Regions from separate parts of the Mus musculus genome. Here regions 1, 2, 3, 4, 6 and 7 are each linked to region 5. A link is a contact called in public HiCAR-type, HiChIP or PLAC-seq and promoter capture Hi-C data. All regions are on one chromosome and are shown on one strand. Each heading gives the region's core, a stretch centred on a gene start, on an enhancer-like site or on the middle of the called end of the contact. The rest is flanking DNA. Distances are from core to core; before and after follow the strand shown. Region 1 holds the start of Ccdc169 (coiled-coil domain containing 169). Region 2 has its middle 99 kb from the start of Tm4sf1. Region 3 holds the start of Rnf13 (ring finger protein 13). Region 4 holds the start of Commd2 (COMM domain containing 2). Region 5 holds the start of Nbea (neurobeachin). Region 6 holds the start of Wwtr1 (WW domain containing transcription regulator 1). Region 7 overlaps Wwtr1 (WW domain containing transcription regulator 1).

The links. Promoter capture Hi-C pulls out the DNA fragments that hold promoters and counts their contacts. HiCAR-type assays count read pairs that join an accessible place to other places. HiChIP or PLAC-seq counts read pairs in DNA pulled down with a chosen protein or histone mark.
Region 1: a contact with region 5 is called in a promoter capture Hi-C map of stem cell-derived epiblast-like cells, with 2.6 times the contacts expected there. The contact joins the promoter of Ccdc169 here to the promoter of Nbea in region 5.
Region 2: a contact with region 5 is called in a promoter capture Hi-C map of hippocampal neurons, with 14 times the contacts expected there. The contact joins the enhancer-like site here to the promoter of Nbea in region 5. A contact is called at or near these places in 13 of 39 promoter capture datasets (the 3T3-L1 cell line, the HPC-7 cell line, the SN4741 cell line and 9 more), 8 of 484 Hi-C or Micro-C datasets (adipose-derived mesenchymal stem cells, cerebellar granule neurons, cerebellum and 4 more), 10 of 115 datasets of contacts at active chromatin or transcription factors (SST interneurons, astrocytes, differentiating embryonic stem cells and 6 more) and 1 of 9 other capture datasets (embryonic stem cells).
Region 3: a promoter capture Hi-C map of hippocampal neurons shows a contact between it and region 5, with 2.7 times the contacts expected there. The contact joins the promoter of Rnf13 here to the promoter of Nbea in region 5. A contact is called at or near these places in 1 of 39 promoter capture datasets (hippocampal neurons) and 3 of 115 datasets of contacts at active chromatin or transcription factors (astrocytes, embryonic stem cells and microglia).
Region 4: a promoter capture Hi-C map of hippocampal neurons shows a contact between it and region 5, with 4 times the contacts expected there. The contact joins the promoter of Commd2 here to the promoter of Nbea in region 5. A contact is called at or near these places in 6 of 39 promoter capture datasets (the 3T3-L1 cell line, the SN4741 cell line, cranial neural crest and 2 more) and 2 of 115 datasets of contacts at active chromatin or transcription factors (astrocytes and pancreatic cancer cells).
Region 6: a contact with region 5 is called in a HiCAR-type map of astrocytes, with 4 times the contacts expected there. The contact joins the promoter of Wwtr1 here to the promoter of Nbea in region 5. A contact is called at or near these places in 2 of 39 promoter capture datasets (cranial neural crest and hippocampal neurons) and 3 of 115 datasets of contacts at active chromatin or transcription factors (astrocytes, embryonic stem cells and pancreatic cancer cells).
Region 7: an H3K4me3 HiChIP or PLAC-seq map of stem cell-derived neural progenitor cells shows a contact between it and region 5, with 8 times the contacts expected there. The contact joins the enhancer-like site here to the promoter of Nbea in region 5. A contact is called at or near these places in 5 of 39 promoter capture datasets (the 3T3-L1 cell line, hippocampal neurons, liver and 1 more) and 4 of 115 datasets of contacts at active chromatin or transcription factors (astrocytes, embryonic limb bud, forebrain and 1 more).

Annotation. Positions count from the first base shown.
Region 1 is chr3:55,138,594-55,141,293 of GRCm38.p6, reverse strand. Ccdc169 (coiled-coil domain containing 169) reads right to left here and starts at 1,256. Exons shown (of 8, transcript NM_177203.3): 1 at 1,122-1,256. The coding sequence starts at 1,204.
Region 2 is chr3:57,202,122-57,204,821 of GRCm38.p6, reverse strand. No RefSeq gene overlaps it. Among named protein-coding and RNA genes, the nearest start is that of Tm4sf1, 99 kb to the left of the region's middle. Within about 2 kb of position 1,366, at least 9 of the 459 cell types and tissues checked have an H3K27ac peak or open chromatin away from gene starts, as enhancers often do.
Region 3 is chr3:57,734,637-57,737,336 of GRCm38.p6, reverse strand. Rnf13 (ring finger protein 13) reads right to left here and starts at 1,280. Exons shown (of 10, transcript NM_001113413.3): 1 at 1,137-1,280.
Region 4 is chr3:57,650,357-57,653,056 of GRCm38.p6, reverse strand. It overlaps Commd2 (COMM domain containing 2), which reads left to right and starts at 1,373. Exons shown (of 5, transcript NM_175095.4): 1 at 1,373-1,470; 2 at 1,558-1,635; 3 at 2,284-2,366. The coding sequence starts at 1,404.
Region 5 is chr3:56,182,283-56,184,982 of GRCm38.p6, reverse strand. Nbea (neurobeachin) reads left to right here and starts at 1,282. Exons shown (of 58, transcript NM_030595.1): 1 at 1,282-2,011. The coding sequence starts at 1,748.
Region 6 is chr3:57,574,430-57,577,129 of GRCm38.p6, reverse strand. It overlaps Wwtr1 (WW domain containing transcription regulator 1), which reads left to right and starts at 1,254. Exons shown (of 7, transcript NM_133784.3): 1 at 1,254-1,529; 2 at 1,873-2,307. The coding sequence starts at 1,877.
Region 7 is chr3:57,469,010-57,471,709 of GRCm38.p6, reverse strand. The region is part of intron 4 of Wwtr1 (WW domain containing transcription regulator 1); the gene reads left to right. Among named protein-coding and RNA genes, the nearest start is that of Tm4sf4, 45 kb to the right of the region's middle. Within about 2 kb of position 1,304, at least 141 of the 459 cell types and tissues checked have an H3K27ac peak or open chromatin away from gene starts, as enhancers often do. A contact at or near this core is called in astrocytes, forebrain, hippocampal neurons and 2 more, where this site is marked.

The DNA.
Region 1 (2,700 bases), core at 7-2,506, 1.0 Mb after region 5:
GATGTTCATGAGGCCCGTGAATGGGGCCCTGGATAGCTACTCAAAACACTCACAATAAAGACAGGCATGGTGGCGCACACCTTTAATCCCAGCACTCAGGAAGCAGAGGCAGGCAGATCTCTGCATCTGAGTCCAGCCTGTCTACAAAGTGAGTCCCAGGATAGCCAGGGCTACGCAGAGAAGCCCTATCTCAAACAAACAACAAAATCAAAACTCTCAGAATATTCAAGGTCCTAACATAAAATACTGTATTATTTTTGCCCATACTAAGAACTGAATCCAGGGCCTTGCGTATGCTATGCTATTCGGGCATCCTCAGCCCACGTCTCATCTTGAAACAGTGTCCTATGTCCTATGTACCCTAACTGCCCTCCAGCCCCACACTCTTACTCTGAGTCCCTGGGTTTACAAGTTTGTCACCAAGCCAGGATAAAACTAACTCCCCCCCCCCCCAAACATTTAAGACACAGGATGCAGCTCACCGGCAGAACTCTGACCCAGTGTCACAAGCCCACACTTCCACACCTCCATCCTACCCTCCCTCAAAAATCATAGAGGGTCCCAGAGCTCGTTTACAAAAATGTCCAGGTTTCTGAAGTTCTTCAAAATGAACAGAAAAACATGGACTTCGCAGGACCGTCAAAACCAATCACATATTTTCTTCAGAATAGCAGCCACTTCTCCATTTTATCTACAAAAGCACGACAACTCTTGTATTCCCTTGGCCTCCATTAAGCAAAATGGTAAATGAGGTCTGTACAGATGACTCAGCGAGGACCACAGAGGACAGGGGGAGGGGGGCTTAGTTCCCGGCACCCACTGGGAGGCTCACAAGTGCTGGTAACTCCAATTCCAGGGGATCTGACGCCCCCGTTTGGACACCATGGGCACTGCTCTTATCTGTTGCACACCACCCTACACCCCAACCTCTTCCGCACACTGACCTCTCCCCCCCCCACACACACACACATAAAGAACCCTTCATAAACATCACTTTGAGTGAAAGCTTAATGAGCCTGCATTACTTCCGACACAAAGGGGCCTCCTTCCGCCATCAGAGTTCCTGCCCTTCAGATCGTGGGAGGCCTAGCAGAGAGCTAGAGCCTACAGGGCCCACTCACTTCATGTGGATTTCCTCCAGCAGCTCCAGCTTCAGGCGGTCTGTGCTCACCCCCTCGAAAGTGTCTCCGTGGCCCTCTCCCATTGCAAGACCTCCCGCGCGACCTTCCCCTGTGTACCACCTAGAGCTTAAGACCTGGGCACACCTAGGAACCCTAAAGGAAAAGGCGTTGCCAGGAGCCGTGGCATGACGTCATAGGGTGTTGCTCATGTCTACAGGCCCTCTTAGGAGCTAGGTGGGAAACTGTCTCGGAGCGGGTATGCCCCTTTTCTGTATCATCTCTGTGAATAGCCCCTGTGCAAGGTCAGGGTTCTGAGCCAGTGGGTTGTCAGAACATCCAACTTCTTCTGACCCCCTAGGGTTGCTGGATTAAGAGTGCCTTCATTTGCTTTAGTTCAGTAGGTTAGACTCTGAAAAGATATTCTGAACTTTGACGATTGTGAACTTTCGGGCCAAGAAATTCTCTGCCTTGGAGTTTGGGCAGCTCTGTGCACTGACCTGCTTATCACAATTTGCATCCTACTCTTGAGACGTCTCGGTTTTAAAACTCTCCCTTCTCATATTTTACCAGGCAGGTGATAGGCTCTGCCCGTGTGTATGAGTTGTCCCCATAAAAATTCATGAATCCAGACAACTGTTAAGAACTGGTCAGGGGAGCTGGAGAGATGGGGCAGCAGAGATGAGCACTTGAGCTGTTAGACACCAGTGTGGTGTGGGGGTCCCAAGACAACCACAACACAATCAACAAGGTAGAATGTTTCACTTCTTCAGAAGGGAATGTAGCCTGTCGTATCGGTAGGCAAGCACAGTCAGTGACGGTTCCACGGGGTTTTCATTCCTACCACAAAAGGGCCCTGTGCCTCATTTTGAGTGGTCAGTGCTGGGCCTCACATGCTAACACTAATGGATAGGGCACAACTGATAAGCAAATGACAACCGGACACGACAACTGTCAACACATATTTTGACTTCAAGAAATACTGACCCACAGGAGTTCAGATTTCTGCCAAGTGGTTTACCATTTTTCTAAGAGGAAATCTGTCTTATTTCTTTAATAGAAAAGAATGGGGCTGGAGAGATGGCTCCGTGGTTAAGGGCACCAACTGCTTTTCCAAAGGTCCTGAGTTCAATTCCCAGCAACCACATGGTGGCTCACAACTATTTGCAGTGTGATCTGATGCCCTCTTCTGGTGTGTCTGAAGACATCTACAGTATACTCATATAATATATATAAAGTAAATAAATAATCTTTTAAAAAAAGAAAAAAGAAAGAGTACATTTTGTTTGTATTTCTCACACAGCTCTTGATAAGGATGCTGGTTGGTTTCCAGTACTTCATGGATGTTGGACCATCCAATTCTCTGTTCTGGTCTCAGCAGGCACTGCATGCAGACAAAATGAGGTTTCCCAGGCAAGCTATTTCCCTCATGAGTAAACCTCACAGCTAATGGGTCTGTGGGTTGTCTAAAAGCCCTGGAATATCTCTTCTCCCTGGCTTTCCCTTTCAGGTGTCCTGCACGCACCTTGGACATGACATCTGATACCAAGTAGAGGAAAATTCCCCAAGGAGAATGTTTCCT
Region 2 (2,700 bases), core at 117-2,616, 1.0 Mb before region 5:
AGTTAAGCTTTGCAGTAAGTCAGTGTAAGCACCTCCCGGACTTGTGATAATTTTACCAAAAGATGTAGTCATTTTTCCTGGTCCTCAACTCTATCCTATGCCCTTAAAGGCACAAAAAAAATCCCTTGTGCTATAGTGGTATCCTCAAGTTGTACCTATATGTCAGTCAGCAAATTGACCTTCACTTAAAAAACGATCCTATTATAAATATTCCTTTAGCCTGATTACATTGTTCTGTGGCCATTGATTCCTCTCTCCACCATGTAAGCCATTGTAATTGAGGACCAACTTCTAATATAGCTGTCATTAAATCCTTCCACTCTGTGGTATAATTCTATTCTGCATAGCCCGATTGTTTATTATCTGTCTCACAATGCATCTTTTAATCACCTTAAATCTGTCCCATCTATAGGTTTCCAATCAATCTGAACATAACCTTGAGGATGCTATCTGCGTGAATCTAATGCTTTGTTACTGAAAACACTTAAGGTGTTATTTTAAGACCCAGGCAATAATTCCTCCATGCTGGCACAAGGTGGCAGCAAAGATCTATGATTAAACACATCTCTTTTTTAATGAAAGGGCTCAGCTTGGTGTAACTCTTGTCCAAACACTGTTTTTGTTTTTGTCTTTTATACCTTCCCTCTTGTTTCAGGAAGTAACTTTTTCCTCCTCCATATCCTTTCTCTTGTTTTGGGAATAAACTCCTTTGTCTCAAGAGCTTTTCTACTTGTCTATTTAATATCTGAAGTTGTGCAGTAAATTCAAGGTCTTTTTCTAGGTCAATCTCATCTGCAGGAGGGGAAGGAAATTCCTCTCCTTACTTGTATCACTTCCAGTTTCTTCTGAGGTACCTTCTCATTTGTTGACAGATTAATCTGCTGTACATTGAATCTCTATATTTCTGACTTTTCATACTGTAATGGTTCTAAGACATTTGAAATTAAAGTACATAACAACTAAATATTTGTAGATATTTCATCCCCTTCTGGTGGGCCTATCTTAAAGACTTTAGCACTTGAATCCAGAAAAAATAAAATTTTATTTATTTTATTTTATTTTATTTATTATTCTTCAATAATTTATTCACTTTGCATCCCTAACATGGGAGAAGCTGGGACAGGATCCTTCTGGTTGCCATCTGCACCTAGAGTTAAGGCTGTTCCGCAGTCCTCTGTACACGGGGCCTTCCAGGAGAGAGCTGGTCTCCCAGGAGAGCTCTCACTCCTGGGCTCAGAGGTGAGATCTCCATTTTCTCTCCAATAACCGTCCAAAGCAGGACTGGCCAGGAGCACACAGGGCACAGGAACAGTGTAACAGCTGGGACAGGATTTTTCCGGTTGCAGTCTACAAACAGGAGCTAAAGCTGTTCCACAATCCTTGGTACACAGGTCCCACCAAAAGAGCTGGTCTCCCAGGAGTGCTGATGCAGACTTACAGGCCCACAGGAGGGACAAGCTCTAGCCAGAAACAGCAAGACCAACTAACACCAGAGATAATCAGATGGGAAAGCACAATAAACCAGAAAGGCAAGCACAAGAATGTTACCAACAGAAACCAAAGCTACTAGGCATCGTCAGAACCCAGTTCTCCCACCACAGCAAGTCCTGGATGCCCATACACACTGGAAAAGCAAAATTTGGATTTAAAATCAAATTTCATGATGCTGATAGAGGACTTTAAGAAGGACATAAATAACCCCCTTAAAGAAATACAGGAGAACACAGGTAAACAGGTAGAAGCCCTTAAACAGGAAACACAAAAATCCCTTAAAGAATTACAGGAAAACACAACCAAATTGGTGAAGAAATTGAATAAAATCATCCAGGATCTAAAAATGGAAGTAGAAACAACAAAGAATCCACAAAGGGAGACAACTCTGGAGATAGAAAACCTAAGAAAGAGATCAGGAGTCATAGATGCAAGCATCACGAACAGAATAAAAGAGATAGAAGAGAGAATCTCAGGTGCAGAAGATACCATAGAAAACATTGACACAACCGTCAAAGAAAATGCAAAATGCAAAAAGCTTCTAACCAAAAACATCCAGGTAACCCAGAACACAATGAGAAGACCAAACCTAAGGATGATAGGTATAGAAGAGAAAGAAGATTCTCAACTCAAAAGGCCAGGAAATATCTTCAACAAAATTATAGAAGAAAATTTCCCTAACCTAAAGAAAGACATGCCCATAAATATACAAGAAGCCTATCAGATCACCATGGACTAAGACTTCTGTAGCAACAATAACAATAGAAAACCCACATACACATGGAAGCTGAACAACAGTATACTCAATGATAACTTGATCAAGGAAAAAGTAGAGAAAGAAATTAAAGAATTTTTACACTAGCATTTTGATTGCACACTTGAAAGCTCTAGAACAAAAAGAAGCAAATAGCCAGGCGTAGTGGCGCATGCCTTTAATTCCAGCACTTGGGAGGCAGTGGCAGGCAGATTTCTGAGTTCGGGGCCAGTCTGGTCTACAAAGTGAGTTCCAGGGCAGCCAGAGCTATACAGAGAAACCCTGTCTCAAAACAAAACAAAACAAAACAAAACAAAAACAAAAACAAAAACAAAAACAAAAACAAACAAACAAACAAACAAAACAAAAAAACAAAACAACAAAAAAAGCAAATATACCAAAGAGAAGTAGACAGCAGGAAATAATCAAACTCAGGGATGAAATCAACCAAGTAG
Region 3 (2,700 bases), core at 31-2,530, 1.6 Mb before region 5:
TGAAATTAACTCTATGGCCATAGATTATAAAAAGAAGAAAAAAGTCTATTAATGAATCCCTGTGGCCCTCCACACTCAACTCCTATTTAAAGACCACAGTCCTCTGAAATGAATTCTTTTTGACCCATTAAAAACTGTCTTTAAACAAGGCTTGATGGCTAGTAATTCCAGTACTGAGTAAGCTGAGGCAAAAGAATGGAAGTCTGAGATCAGACTGGGCTACATGTAAGGACCATGTCTCAAATAAATAAACAATGACCCTGTGGCCAATTAAACTCTCAAAAGTTCTTCCCTAAATCTTTAAATAGCCTGTCTCTACTGGCTCTTGGGAGGCACGGCCACTTTACTGTATTGTATCAGAAAGTGCAGCTGTCTTCTGGGCACTGCTGAAAGGAACGCAGTTTCCACTGGAACTGCTGCATCACTGGTAGAAAACAGTATAATCCAGGCAGGTTTGGGGCAGACATCAGCCTATAGCAGCTGCCCACGGTGCTGAAATTGAAGATTAAAATGGGAGTTATGGAAATTAACTACTGCCAGATTAGAAGAAAATAGGGCAATTGACCATAAGCAAGCAGAGAACATGCAGCAAAGTTGTTTCCCTCTCAGGGGCAGATCAATTCAATAAGCGTCCTTGCAAAAAAGTTCGGACTTCCAACATTGGGTAGGAAAAAAAAAAAAAAAGGCAGTATGTGGCCCTAGCAAGGTCACGTCCAAGCCTGTGAGCTGAGCTTTTACGGAAGGAAAGGGGAGTGGGTGAGAAAAGGAAGGAAGCAAGCGATGAGATTTTCTTCTTCTTCTTTTTAAAGACAAAACAGCCCGAGAGTATTTTCGCCGAGGACTTAAGAGGCAAGTCCTGGACTAGAGAAGTCTTCCAAGTATCTTTCCAGGCCACGGGGACCTCTGGAAGGGGCCGTGGGAAGCAAAATCCATAGCCCGACAACTTCAGATCTACCAGCCCGCAGGATGGGATGCTAAGGACTCCTCTCCCGCACGGGCCTGTGCTGTCACTGCACGTAGCAGAGGAGCCCGACCGTCCCCACCTCGGGCTACCGCACCCAGGCCGGAGTGGGTGTGTTCTCCCGGCCAGGCCCGACAACCCCCGCCTACCGCTGCGGAGCCACGCTGGTTCTTACCTGAAGTCCGCCCCCGGAACCTAGGCTCACGGCCACCCAAGAGAAGTCGCTACCCGGACTTCATGACTGAGTATCCGCACTGAGCCCCTACCCAAGCAAGTCGGAGAAGGGACCACAACAGCGGGCAAGCGGAAGTCCCGCCTCCCATGCCTCATTGGCCCATACTCGGAGGTAAAGAAATATTATTGGGCTGTGATGTTGCCCGTCACGGCCCCGCCCCTCTCGCGGAGTCGCGCAGCCTGCCTCTGCTGGGTTGGGAGAATTGCCCAGTTTTTGAGTGTCGTTCTGAACCGCGTGATACATCATCCCTATTAGGAACGGGGAAGATGAGGGAGGGACGGCTTTTGGAAGCCCTGGGTGCGGTGGAGAAGCCACCCTGGACTGCCCCAGCCTGATCCGCAGATGATTGGCTTGCAGAGTGAGGCCCTAGCGAAGGCTGTGTGTCTGAGTGGCCCGCAGCGATCCGAGGCCGAAGAGCCGCGAAGTGTCTTGCACCCTCCCGGGAGAGGGCCGATGAGGGCGGGGAACTCCGGGTGACGCCTTGCGCTGGAATCCAGGTCGGGTTAGAACTAACCGCCCGAGGTTTATGCAAGAACCACGAGGCCTGGCAGGGAGCCGGGCTGATCAGCTCACTGCTTGACTAGCCAAAGTCCAACCACGCGATTCAGTCCTCAAAACAGCCTTTCAAAAACCATGTCACCTTTTGAGGAACGAAAATCTCATCCCTTGAGTTCTCATACTTTTTCACCCCCTAGTCTGAAAAAGCAGAGTTCTTGGATTGAAATGACCTATTGGGCCATCAACATTAACAGCTCCTAAACTACTGCCTTTTGTTTTTAATGCGGTTTGATGCAAAGATTCTGACATGCCCTAATCGAACTGGCCCTAATAAAGCATCTTTGAGGCCCATACTGGCATCAAATATTTAATTAACATGTTTGGATTTTGGTTGTGGGGGGAGTTATTACAGGAATGTAAGTTGTTTATAGCCTCGTTTGCTTCAGGAGCCCTAAGTAGGTGGGGAACAAGAATAGAAAGATTTCCTATTCTTTTTTCTTGTGCCTTTTAAACTAGAATCTACTCTAAATACCACTCAAGCAATTTAAGAAAACAAATGTAAGGGATTGAAGATTGAGTTCACAGTCAGCACCCAGAGCACTTGCCTAGCAAGCACTAGACTCTGGGTTACAGAAAAGGGAGGGAACAAAAAAGAATCAGATTAGAATAATAAGGACCATCAAAAACATTTTCAGCTGCATAGCCCATAATTGTATAGTTAATGTATTTTTCATGTATTGGGAAGAAGACATTCACAACTATATAACTGTGCTTTGACAAAGTCATGAAGGTCGAGATTGGGAATATTGTTATGAAGGCTAGAGTACTATACAGAGAGGTGCTATATCTTTTGATGCATCTTTAATTAAATTCTCTCAAAATGGTTTTCTATATTAAATTAGATTTCTTCCATAATATAAAAGTTTTTTTAAGGACAAAAAATAAAGCCAGTTGCTAATTCCTTAAATAGAAACTCTTAAGAAGAGAACATTTTGCTTCTGTATTC
Region 4 (2,700 bases), core at 124-2,623, 1.5 Mb before region 5:
TTTTTATGACATTAGGAAGAGACAGAGAGTGAGAAAAGGGAGAGAGGGGAGGAGTGAGTTAATATGTGAACACATGTGCCTCAGTGTACGTTGGTGAGTCAGAGAACAACTCATATGTGTTGGTTTTCTCTTCTACCGTGAGGGTTCCAGGGGTTGAACTCTTGTCTTCAGGCTTCACAGCAAGCAGCTTTTATCCACTGAGCTATCTTACCCACTCAGCTATCTTACCCACCCAGTCTGTTTGAATCTTTACCATCTTCTATCCCTCTTCAGTTCCTAAGAAACTGGTTATTTTACGTTCCCCGCCTCTCAGCTCTCCCTCTTCTGCTGGCAAGAGTCAGGCTGTGCTGTCACTTCTATGGCTTGATGTTCAGAATGCTCAGCTGTCGCAGCTGCTGCCACATGGCTGCTTTTATCATTGCTGCTATAGCACTGTATCTGCTTCCAGAAGTGGGCAAGAAAAGACCCCTAGAGAGAAGCCTTTTATTGAGTCCAAAGTTGTAGCAGCAAGGGATACAGTGTAGGGTGTGTCTATCCCTACCTGCTCATGAACTGAGCAGCCAGCTTCTAAATCTGAAGAAATGGTGTTTGCACCATTTGAAGCAAACCTCACATGTAAACAAAGGTATGTTTGGTTAGCATCTTCCCTTTTGTACTAAGAAAGTGCTCCCTTTCTTGCCTAAGTGGACACGTTCACAGGCTTATTTAGGGATCATGAAGGCTTGTGATAACACAAAGTCCTACACAAACTGTTCAAAACTACCCTAGTTGGGGCTGTATCTTCAGAAATTAATGCAAAGACCTCTGCTCATAGTGTAGTCATAGTGTAGTTTCTTCAAGGTATTTGTGGAGTGTACAAAATAGTCACTACATATATATTTATGTATATATACATGTAATATACGTATACATATATACATATATATACACATATATATACATATACACATACACATACATATACATGAGTATATGTATATACATATACACATATACACATACACATACATATACATATACATGAGTGTTATATACCCAAAACTAGAGTTAGTGATGGTTGAGAACGTGAGTACTGGAACCGAATCTGGTTCTTCTGCAAGAGCAACAAGAGATCTTAACCACTTAACCACCATCTCTCCAGCACTACATATTACACTTTTGCAGGATGGCTCATGAATGAGTGGAAGACTTGTACCTTCAACTCTTTTAACCAGCGTTCACTGCCTACCTTCACTCCTATAGAGTGAACCGGACGATACCGTGCTCCTAGGACTGCCAGCAACCGGAACCCAAAGCATGGGCTGTACCGCGACGCCCGCCGGAACTTCTTTTTGCCTGCACAGAGGTCGGAAGTGGTGAGGGCGGGGCCGGCGCCGGGTGGCAAAGTCTGAAGAGCCGCTAAAATGCTGCTGGATTTGTCCGAGGAGCACAAGGAGCACTTGGCCTTCCTGCCGCAAGTGGACACTGCAGGTAAGTTAGTGCTTGCGGGGTGCTTGCGGCGGGGACAACCCGGGGGACAGCCCGGCACTCACAGCCTGCTGCTGACTTCCGTTGCAGTGGTCGCCGAGTTCGGGAGGATCGCCGTGGAGTTCCTCCGACGGGGCTCAAACCCGAAGATCTACGAAGGCGCCGCCAGTAAGAAAGGGGGAGGACGGGCTCTGTCTGTGGAGCTGGAGAGTGCGATCCATTCTCTTTCTCCGCAGGAGTCTTTGCAGGTCCTAGGGTCTTGTTCCTTGTTCCTCTTAAAACCCCGCAGAGCAGTCAGTCAAGGCGCACACTGCAAGGAGCTGCGCGCTTTTATAACTAGTGTGGAACAAATATCTTCATATTTAAAATGAATACAGTGCCACCTGCCTTTTAGAAATATTCTGGTGCTTAATAAAATACCGCATGCTGAAGAAGTGGAACTGTCATCGAAGTGTTTAGTAAACATTTGCTACCCAGAAACTGCTTTTTTTCTAAGCTGGGGGGGGGGGGGTGGTGGTGGTGGTGGTTGAGATTAAGAACATCTCTACTGACTTCTCCTTCTGCCTGGGTTGAAGGGGCTTTGTGTGTCTGTTCACAGGTTTGTGTTTTGTTAGGCTGACTTGGAGGGAAATAGCCAAGGCCCCTGTTAGTGGAGTGGGTTAAGAAGGAACAGTAGTCTCCGCTTAACTCATTTTTATTGTATAGTTTGAAAACAGAGCAATTGAATGTGTTTATTTTTAAACAAATTGATAATCTGTTTATTTCTTCACCACCCCACCACCACCACCACCACCACCACCACCACCACCACCTTAGGAAAACTGAACGTGAGTAGTGACACTATCCAGCATGGTGTGGAAGGATTAACGTATCTCCTCACCGAGAGCTCAAAGCTTATGGTAAGACTTCTGAGAGCTGTATTGTATCACCCAGATCCTTTCAAACTGGCGCCTATTACAATATTTCTAACTCATAATCGAATTTGTGCAGTATACCAAAACAGTGCTATTGGCGTTATCTAATATGAATTCCTCTTGCCGGTTTAAATTATAATTGTCTCTATTTCTGCATCATGTGCCATCACCCATGTATGTCAGGAGATGGGAGAATGAAATATTGCATTTTTAAAAATGTATCAGCAGTCATTATCTGGCTTGATGGAAAAATATTAAATAAAATTAGGCATCTTAATTTCTTTCCTATTTTAATAAGGTTATTTTGTATATTAGTAAC
Region 5 (2,700 bases), core at 33-2,532:
TAAAGGCTTGCTCCACAACCATCTAGTATCACTGGAATTCTTAATTGCCAAACTCTGAAGTCTTAAGGCTCTGCAAATTCCTCAAGCAGTTTTAATGATGTAAGCATGTTATAATTCCATTACTATTTTGTTTAAATAGACATACCAATTTACCACTTTTTTCAGGTACTTTTGTGCAACTACTTTAAAAAATTAATCAATTCAGTGGGAGTTTGTACCACTAATAAACATATAACCAAGAACTAATTGAAAATACAGGTATTAAGAAAGTTTGCCCTATGGTACTTTTGAAATGTTTATAAGATCCTGTATCATGGGAGTTACCAGTCAAAGAAGATGAATAGTAATAAATTATGCATTATGATTCATTTGTATACTGACCATTTCTTTGTTTGGGATGACAATTTAAATGATTTGAATACACCTTAGGATTTCTAATGTTTCTGGTGACTGGCAATATGTCTTTATCGAAAAGGGCTGACCACTTGAAATATTAAAGAAACTATATCCTTGATGTCAAGGAAGAAACCACCAGTCATACTTACGTGGTTTTAACTCAGTGCCATCAGAGATATTGCCATGTGCGTGTTATAATGTTTTCAATTGAAATTTTCTCACGGACTAAGGCTGGTCGTGAGGACCTCCAATGTATTTTGATAATTCATACAATTCTTGTGAACCTCATACGCCTATGGAAAAGGGAGATCACCCACCCACTGGCATCATACCTGAGGATCTTTGGGGATTTCTAGCAGGGGATTTGCTGCACCTACCCAACCACCTCATGAGGGTAGTCAGGGAGGCGAGTTCAAGAACTAGCTTGGCAGAGAGGCTCCCGGTTTGACAGCATCTATTTTAAGCCGCGCCCGTGTGAGCAGGTGTCAGCCTCTCCACGGGCTGTGGCAAGAGCCCGGCGACATTGGGCCTGTCTCCAGACCCCCGCAGCGAGGTGGGGCCGCGGACCCAAGGTGGACCAGGAGGAGGCAAAGGCGGCCGGGAGCAGGTGGCCCTCCACTCACCGCACGTGGCCCGCACGGCGAGGCCGAGGGGGAAGGAGAGCGGACGGGCGAGCCCTGTCCTTCCCCTCGCGACTCCTCCCCGCGCACCTGCTCACCTGTCGGCCCGGTCCCAGCGCGTGGGGGAGGGACGAGGGGTGAGGGATGCGGAGGAGGAGCGCCGGGAGAAAGAGGGGGTGCAGCGAGGACTCCGCCCCCCCCAAGCTGCGCGCAGGCGCAGTGGCCGCTACCGCAGGCAGGGGGCGGCAACATGGCGGAGTGAGCGGCGGCGTCGGGGCTTCACAACAACAGCGGCGCCGGTGGCAGCGGCCCGAGCTTTGGCCCCCGGCGGAGGGCGGAGGGCCGTGCGAGACGAGGCGGCATCCTCGCGGGGGGCCGGGCCGGCGGTAGCGAGCCGGGGAGATCGGTGCAGAGAGCGCCGAGGCGATCTGCGAGGAGCTCCGTGAGGCGAGCGCTGAGGCGGACCGTGAGCTCGCTGGGGAGACAGCTGCGGCAAGCCCGGGAGGAGACCTCGGAAGCGACCCTTGAGGCTGTCCCCGGAGGCGGTCGGCGAGGCGCCGCGCACGGCTGCCGGGCCCGGCTGAGGCGCGGACGGGAGCGGGCCCGGCGCCGCGGCGCTGGTGGATGCTGGGGCTGCGAGGCGCCGGCCGGGGGGCGGGGGCCGCGGCGGGGATAACGGAACCGGCGGAGGCGGCGCGGCGGCGCTGCACAGCTCCTCAGCAGCGGGGCGGATGGCGAGCGACAAGCCGGGCCCGGGGCTCGAGCCGCAGCCCGTCGCGCTCCTGGCCGTCGGGGCCGGCGGCGGTGCAGGCGGCGGAGGCGCCATGGGGGAGCCTCGGGGGGCGGCCGGCTCCGGCCCGGTGGTGCTGCCGGCGGGCATGATCAACCCTTCGGTGCCGATCCGCAACATCCGTATGAAATTCGCCGTTCTGATCGGACTCATACAGGTCGGCGAGGTCAGCAACAGGGACATCGTGGAGACCGTGCTCAACCTGGTAAGCGCCCCCCCTCCCAACCCCGGGCGTCCGCGCCCTGCCTCCCCGCGTCCCTCAGCCTCCTGTCCGTCCGCCCGCCCGCCCGCCCGCGCGCAGCCACGGCCGCGCCACCTCCCTCCTGTCACCCGCGCGGTGCCCAACTCAACCCGGCACTTCCGACGAGTGGTCGGTCCTTAGGGCCTGGGCCGTGAGTGGAGGTGTGAAGCGGCCCTCAGGTCCTTTGGGAGTTTCTTCTCCCCATCTCTTAATTGTCCGTGTTGTGGCTCTGAGAGGGTGACAGCCCGGCCCCTAGAGCCCGAGTCCCCCCAAGCGCCCCAGCCCCCACCCCCTCCCGTGCTCCTGAAATGGGAGAAGCGCACTGGTTCCAACTTGAGCAGCTGGGGTGCTGGGTTTTCCAGGGAGGACGACGAATGATGCAGATTTTGCATCTGTCTTTAAATACATTCCGTGGCAGTGATGGAGCGTGTTGTGCCTGTACTCACCCCTACCTCCATCTCTAGGCAATCTTCACCTCTTTGTAGTATCTCTCCAGATATGCTGATCTCTTACCTTTACGGGTGTGGGGCGCAGAAGGTGTTAAAATGTAAGGGGGGCACCGGATCTTACAGGTTGGTTTCTATGGTTGCGGTGGCTTGAGGATAAAGACCAGAAGAAAGATTTGAAAGGCAGCCTAGGTTTTGGCTCCTTTC
Region 6 (2,700 bases), core at 5-2,504, 1.4 Mb before region 5:
AAAAATGATGGAGTGGCTTGCATTTGTCCCTTCACCTTGCTGTTAGGTCACAGTTGTCTTCATTTTCCTGTAGCACTGTCAACTGTGGATTTAATTTTGACTTTTATGTCTCTCTTTAATATGGTGAGGCACAGTGCCTGCATTTGATACAATTCTGCTGACAAACTTCCATGCAGCCTTGGCTAAGCAAAGTGCTTTGCGTGTATTGCCTCATTTAACCTATCTAATAAACTTGTCTATTAGAATCTGTGGGTCGGGTAGGGGCTTTCTGGAATGTAACTTAAAAAGCAGCCACCCTTTCTTGGAGAGAAGGAATAGTTGAGCAGCTGGCAGTGGGAAGGGCAAGGCCTCCTCCCTCTTCCCGGCAGCTGTCTTACCAGGCCAGACCTCCTCTCTCCAAAGGCTGGGGTCTCCACCTCTGGCCCATGTCCAGTCGGGTGGGAGGCTGTGTGGCTTTTTCCGGGTCACTGGCACACCCTCTCTATCCTAGCCACCTGCCCCTGTTCCATTCCAGTTCCAGGCTCCCTAGAGCGACCCAGGGACATTCCAATCCTCCCACTACCCTCGCAAACGCCGCGGGAGGAGGGAAGGGGGCGCAATTGCTTGGCCTTCTAGAACGCAGCTTTGTCTCGGCCTTCTAAGGATTGATGAAAGGCTTGAAAGTTGGTAGTTTACAATCGACTCCTCGGTGAAGCCGCATCTTCAGCAACAGCGGCACTTTTTGGGAAACCGTCTCGCAGACAACTGAAAGCCAAACAGCCAAGTTGTCTCCCCAGCAGACCAAATATGGTCACAAGCGTTAAGCAGCCTTCCGTGGAAAGTCTGGCCTCGCGGGTGTCTCCCTGAGCCAGGGTGCGCCCCGGTCCGACCTCTGGCAGATCCGCGCCCCGTGCCACATTCCGGGTGCTGGGCGCTCCCCTTAAGACGAGGGCAAGCGCTCAGGACAGACTCATTCTGGGCCTTGGACCCTCAACCGAGGGCCCTCCGTTATTCTCCGATTTGGTTTTTGTCCATAACCCCTTGATTTAACAGGCTTGAACCATTTTCTCTTTGATCCCGCCCCAAGTCAGTGGTAAACTCAAAGGAATGCAGATAGGCGCTCGGCGGGAGAGGTCGGAGCGGCGCGGCGGGGCGGGGGCACGGTCTCTCCCGAGCTGCGAAGTGCCCAGCCCACCCCCGCCAGCCGGGCTAGGGTGGGAGGAGGAGGAAGAGGAGGGGCGTGGGGCAGGCTGGCTCCGGCCAGGAGGTCATGCATAATTCAACAGCTCCACTTTCGGCCCGCCTCTTTCCTAAGGGTGGGAGTTTGCTTCAAACTTTGTTTATGGGACAGTCCGGGAGCCGCGGCGGCTGCGCTCGTCTACGTCTTCTCTGTCGCCTCCTCGCGCAGTGGGAGCGCCCGAGGCCGGTTCCGGGGATGTAAGAGGATAAGCCTTCGGCTGCTGGGAATCCGCTCGGGATCTGCCAGCCGGGACCGGGTTCCAGCTCGTCAGTTCGGGAGGCGCCCAGGCTTGGCTTCCCCGAGTCCCCAGGTAGCTCCCGCCGCGCCCCGCACCCTCTGTGGCGTCCGGCTCTTAGACGACCGCAGTCGGGACGCCTGGGGTTGCCGGTGGGGGTATTGGGCAGGGGAAGCTGCGACTGGGTCTGGTGCAGGCACCCCCCCCCCCCTTCCTCCCGCGGCTGCCTGCTCAGGGGAGCTTCTCTGTTGCGGGAAAGTTGCATAATCTCGGAGGCCAGGGGCGCCCCCTCCCCCACCGGCTGGTCCCTGGACCCATACCTAACTGTCTCTAGGTTCTCTCTGTCCTTCCCCGGGACTACCCCCTCCTCCTCTGACTTGCACCAAAAGGCTGATCTGATCTTTCTTTTTTCTTGTAGAAAGATGAATCCGTCCTCGGTGCCCCATCCGCTCCCGCCGCCAGGGCAGCAAGTCATCCACGTCACGCAGGACCTGGACACCGACCTCGAAGCCCTCTTCAACTCTGTCATGAACCCCAAGCCCAGCTCATGGCGGAAAAAGATCCTCCCGGAGTCCTTCTTTAAGGAGCCCGATTCCGGCTCGCACTCGCGCCAATCCAGCACAGACTCATCAGGCGGCCACCCGGGGCCTCGACTAGCTGGCGGCGCGCAGCACGTCCGCTCGCACTCGTCGCCCGCATCCCTGCAGCTGGGCACCGGTGCGGGAGCCGCTGGAGGCCCTGCACAGCAGCATGCACATCTCCGCCAGCAGTCCTATGACGTGACCGACGAGCTGCCGTTGCCCCCCGGGTGGGAGATGACCTTCACGGCCACTGGCCAGAGATACTTCCTTAAGTAAGTCTGCCGGCAGTCAAGAGGGGCAAAGTTGTGATGCCCTGGACGCTCGTGTGTTCGTGGCGTGTGTGTGTGTGTGTGTGTGTGTGTGTGTGTGTGTGTGAAAGAGAGACAGAGACAGAGAGAGAGAGACAGAGAGAGACTGAGAGACTGACTCTTCCAAGGTGCTTCAGAGATCTGCTAAGATAAAAAAGTAGGGGATGAATCTCTGGGAGTTGTACTTGACTAGAACAGAGAACGTTTCATGAAGTGGAAACTGCTTAAGCCCTAAGAGATCCAGGCCATTGGAAAACTTAAACTTGGGGAAAGGAATTTTGAGCGACTTTGGCCTAAATCTGGGTCTTAGGCCCTTAGCGCCTTCACTTAAGTTAGCTAGCTCACAGCCAGGTGAGT
Region 7 (2,700 bases), core at 55-2,554, 1.3 Mb before region 5:
CAAGTGATTCTTAGGCGATAACAGGCTTTGGATAATAATTACAGACTCAACAAATGTTTCCTCCAAAGTATCAGAGTTTCGAATCTGCACTTTTCTAGAGCCAGTCTGGCAGCTGAGTGTGTGCGAGGTGTTTCAAAGAGACACTCCAGGAAATGTGGCAGTGAATTTCTAGAATCGATTGGTACAGGCTTTCAACAAAAGAGATTGACACCAGATCCCCCCCCACCCCCCCTCTTCCCAGGCAGTCTGCCTCTGCAGTCTCCGTGGCTTTGAGAAAGAAAGAGTGAGCTGCACCTCTGCACTGAAATAGCCGCTTTAACGGTGGGATTTTAAAATACCGCTTTCATTTCATTTGTTTCTACTCGCCCCACCCTTCATAATTAAAACAATTCGGTCTTCCATTTTTGTAGAATCCCGGCTACACACTTAAATCAAGCTGAGCACCCTCAGAAGAGGTTATTATCATTCAGTTAGCTCCCTTTGAAGTACATTCCAGCCGAGGCAGGAGCTGGCTGGTGGGAGGTGCCCTGCGAGCCAAAAACACTCACTCGGAGCCAGGCCCCGCTCTCCATTGCCTTTTACTTTCTAGCTTCTTCTGTTGATTTATTCCACAGAGCTGCAGGCCAGTGGGGGAACTAGAGGGGAGGAAGCTTCCAGAACTTCTTAACTCACAAATTGTCTCTGCCTTTCATTATCCTCTGCGTCCACCGCACAGCTTCTCAGCCCTAGGAGGGTGCCTTTTGAATCCATAAATGACGTTTGGTTTTGTTGTTTAAGGGAGCTAACAGATTACCAGTAACTCACTCCAAAGACTCTGTTTTACAAAGGGTTTCCATTCCCAGCTTGTATGTGAAGAAATGTTGGGGGCAGGAGGAGGGAGGGCTGCAGCTTTTCAGAACTTTCTGAGACTGGCCTTTAAAACCGAACCTTAAAACTTTGCTAAATGTGGTGTGAATTCCCGGGATACTAGCTCCACCCATATACATCGAAAAGGATCATAAAACATTTCCAATCCCATCTTCCTCCCGGCTCGGGGAGGAAAAACTGTGCTCAGTGCTGTTGAATAGGCTGGTTCGTTAAGTTCTCTTCTAAACAAGCTGAATGAGGTCATGGGGTTGGTATTTCCATTTTATAGCTGGGAAAACAGGATCAGAGAAATGAAGTAACTTGCCCAAGTTTCATCTCCAGTAGTAGGTGAAAGGGTTTGAATTTGAGGCCTGCCAACTTCAGTCCTCACTGCCTTCTCCCTGGTACTGTCTGTGGAAATTACCGGAATAGCCTCAGAGGTCAAACTGCCTGGATTTAGACACTGGCTCCACCTGCTGTTAGCTACAGGGCTCTGGGAAAACCACTTAACTCTCTCTGGCCCTGTTTCCTCATCAGTAAACTAAGTTAATGGAGTCCTGTGTTCAGGCTTCACATGTTTTTTTTGCAAAGTCTAGTCAAGTCTCTTTGCCTCGCAAATCTTTCTGTGCCGTCCATGACACCTTCTATTGTTTGTCTCACTGTGTTCTTTGATCTATGTCCAACAAGATGCTTCATAAAGCATCTTAAATGAACTGTCAAGGATTTAGTCCAAGGGGCTGCAGAGATGTTTAAGAGCACTGACTGCTTGTCCAAAGACCCAGAGTTCAGACCTCAGTACTCACATGGTAGTTTAAAACCAGCTCTTATGCTAGTTCCAAGGGGGTCCCCCATCTTCTTTTTTGAATAGCTTAGGCACTGCACACATTTGGTGAACAAACATACCTGCAGGCAAACAAACAACCCCCCCAACCCATACATGTAAAAATAAATAAATAGCATTTTTTAAATTAAAATTTTTAAAGATTTATTTATTTATTATATGTAAGTACACTATAGCTGTGTTCAGACACCCCAGAAGAGGGCGTCAGATCTCATTACAGATGATTGTGAGCCACCATGTGGTTGCTGGGATTTGAACTCAGGACCTTCGGAAGAGCAGTCAGTGCTCTTAACTGCTGAGCCATCTCTCCAGCTTTAAATTAAAAAAATAATTTAAAAAAAGAATTTAGTTTAAAATTTCACAGCTCTATTGTAACTGACCTGGGATTTGAACTCTTGTGATTTTAAAGTCCTCTTCTCTGCATTGCATCACTGCTTTCTGTTATGCCAAGCTCAGGACAGGTTCAACAGCATCCTTAACTACTTCTTGAGAATTCCACTGGCAAATAGCCCACAGAACTGAGAAGTAGCCAGTACCTTACCTGATTACAACTAGAAATTTCTTCATTCTGTCTGCCACAAATCTGTGACTGGAGGGATCTTGTAGTTCACTAGTAGCTTAAGAGCCATTGCGAGGCCTTTGAGTTTTGTGATATCCTGACTCCTCGAAGACCCGATATTCTCCAGTGGTCATGCTCATGCATTGTGTGGCTTGGTGAAAGCACTGATAGACCTGCCCAACGCCTGACACACGGCTTGATGGCATGGCAGGGAAGTCAGCTGGAGTAATTGCAGAAGTAATGATGTTCCTGGAGATGGATGTAAGACCAGAGAACAGCAATATAGGGGTTAGATGAACATCCTAATGCCTGTCCATTGTCTATTCTTTGTGATTGTCTGTCTAGAATCTTGTAATTGGTGTTTTTCTATTCTAGCTAGTCTGTGTAAAAGACACACAATCCTGGTATTTTATTTACAAGCTATAGGCCTAGATTGGGCAGGTTTGGTGCTATT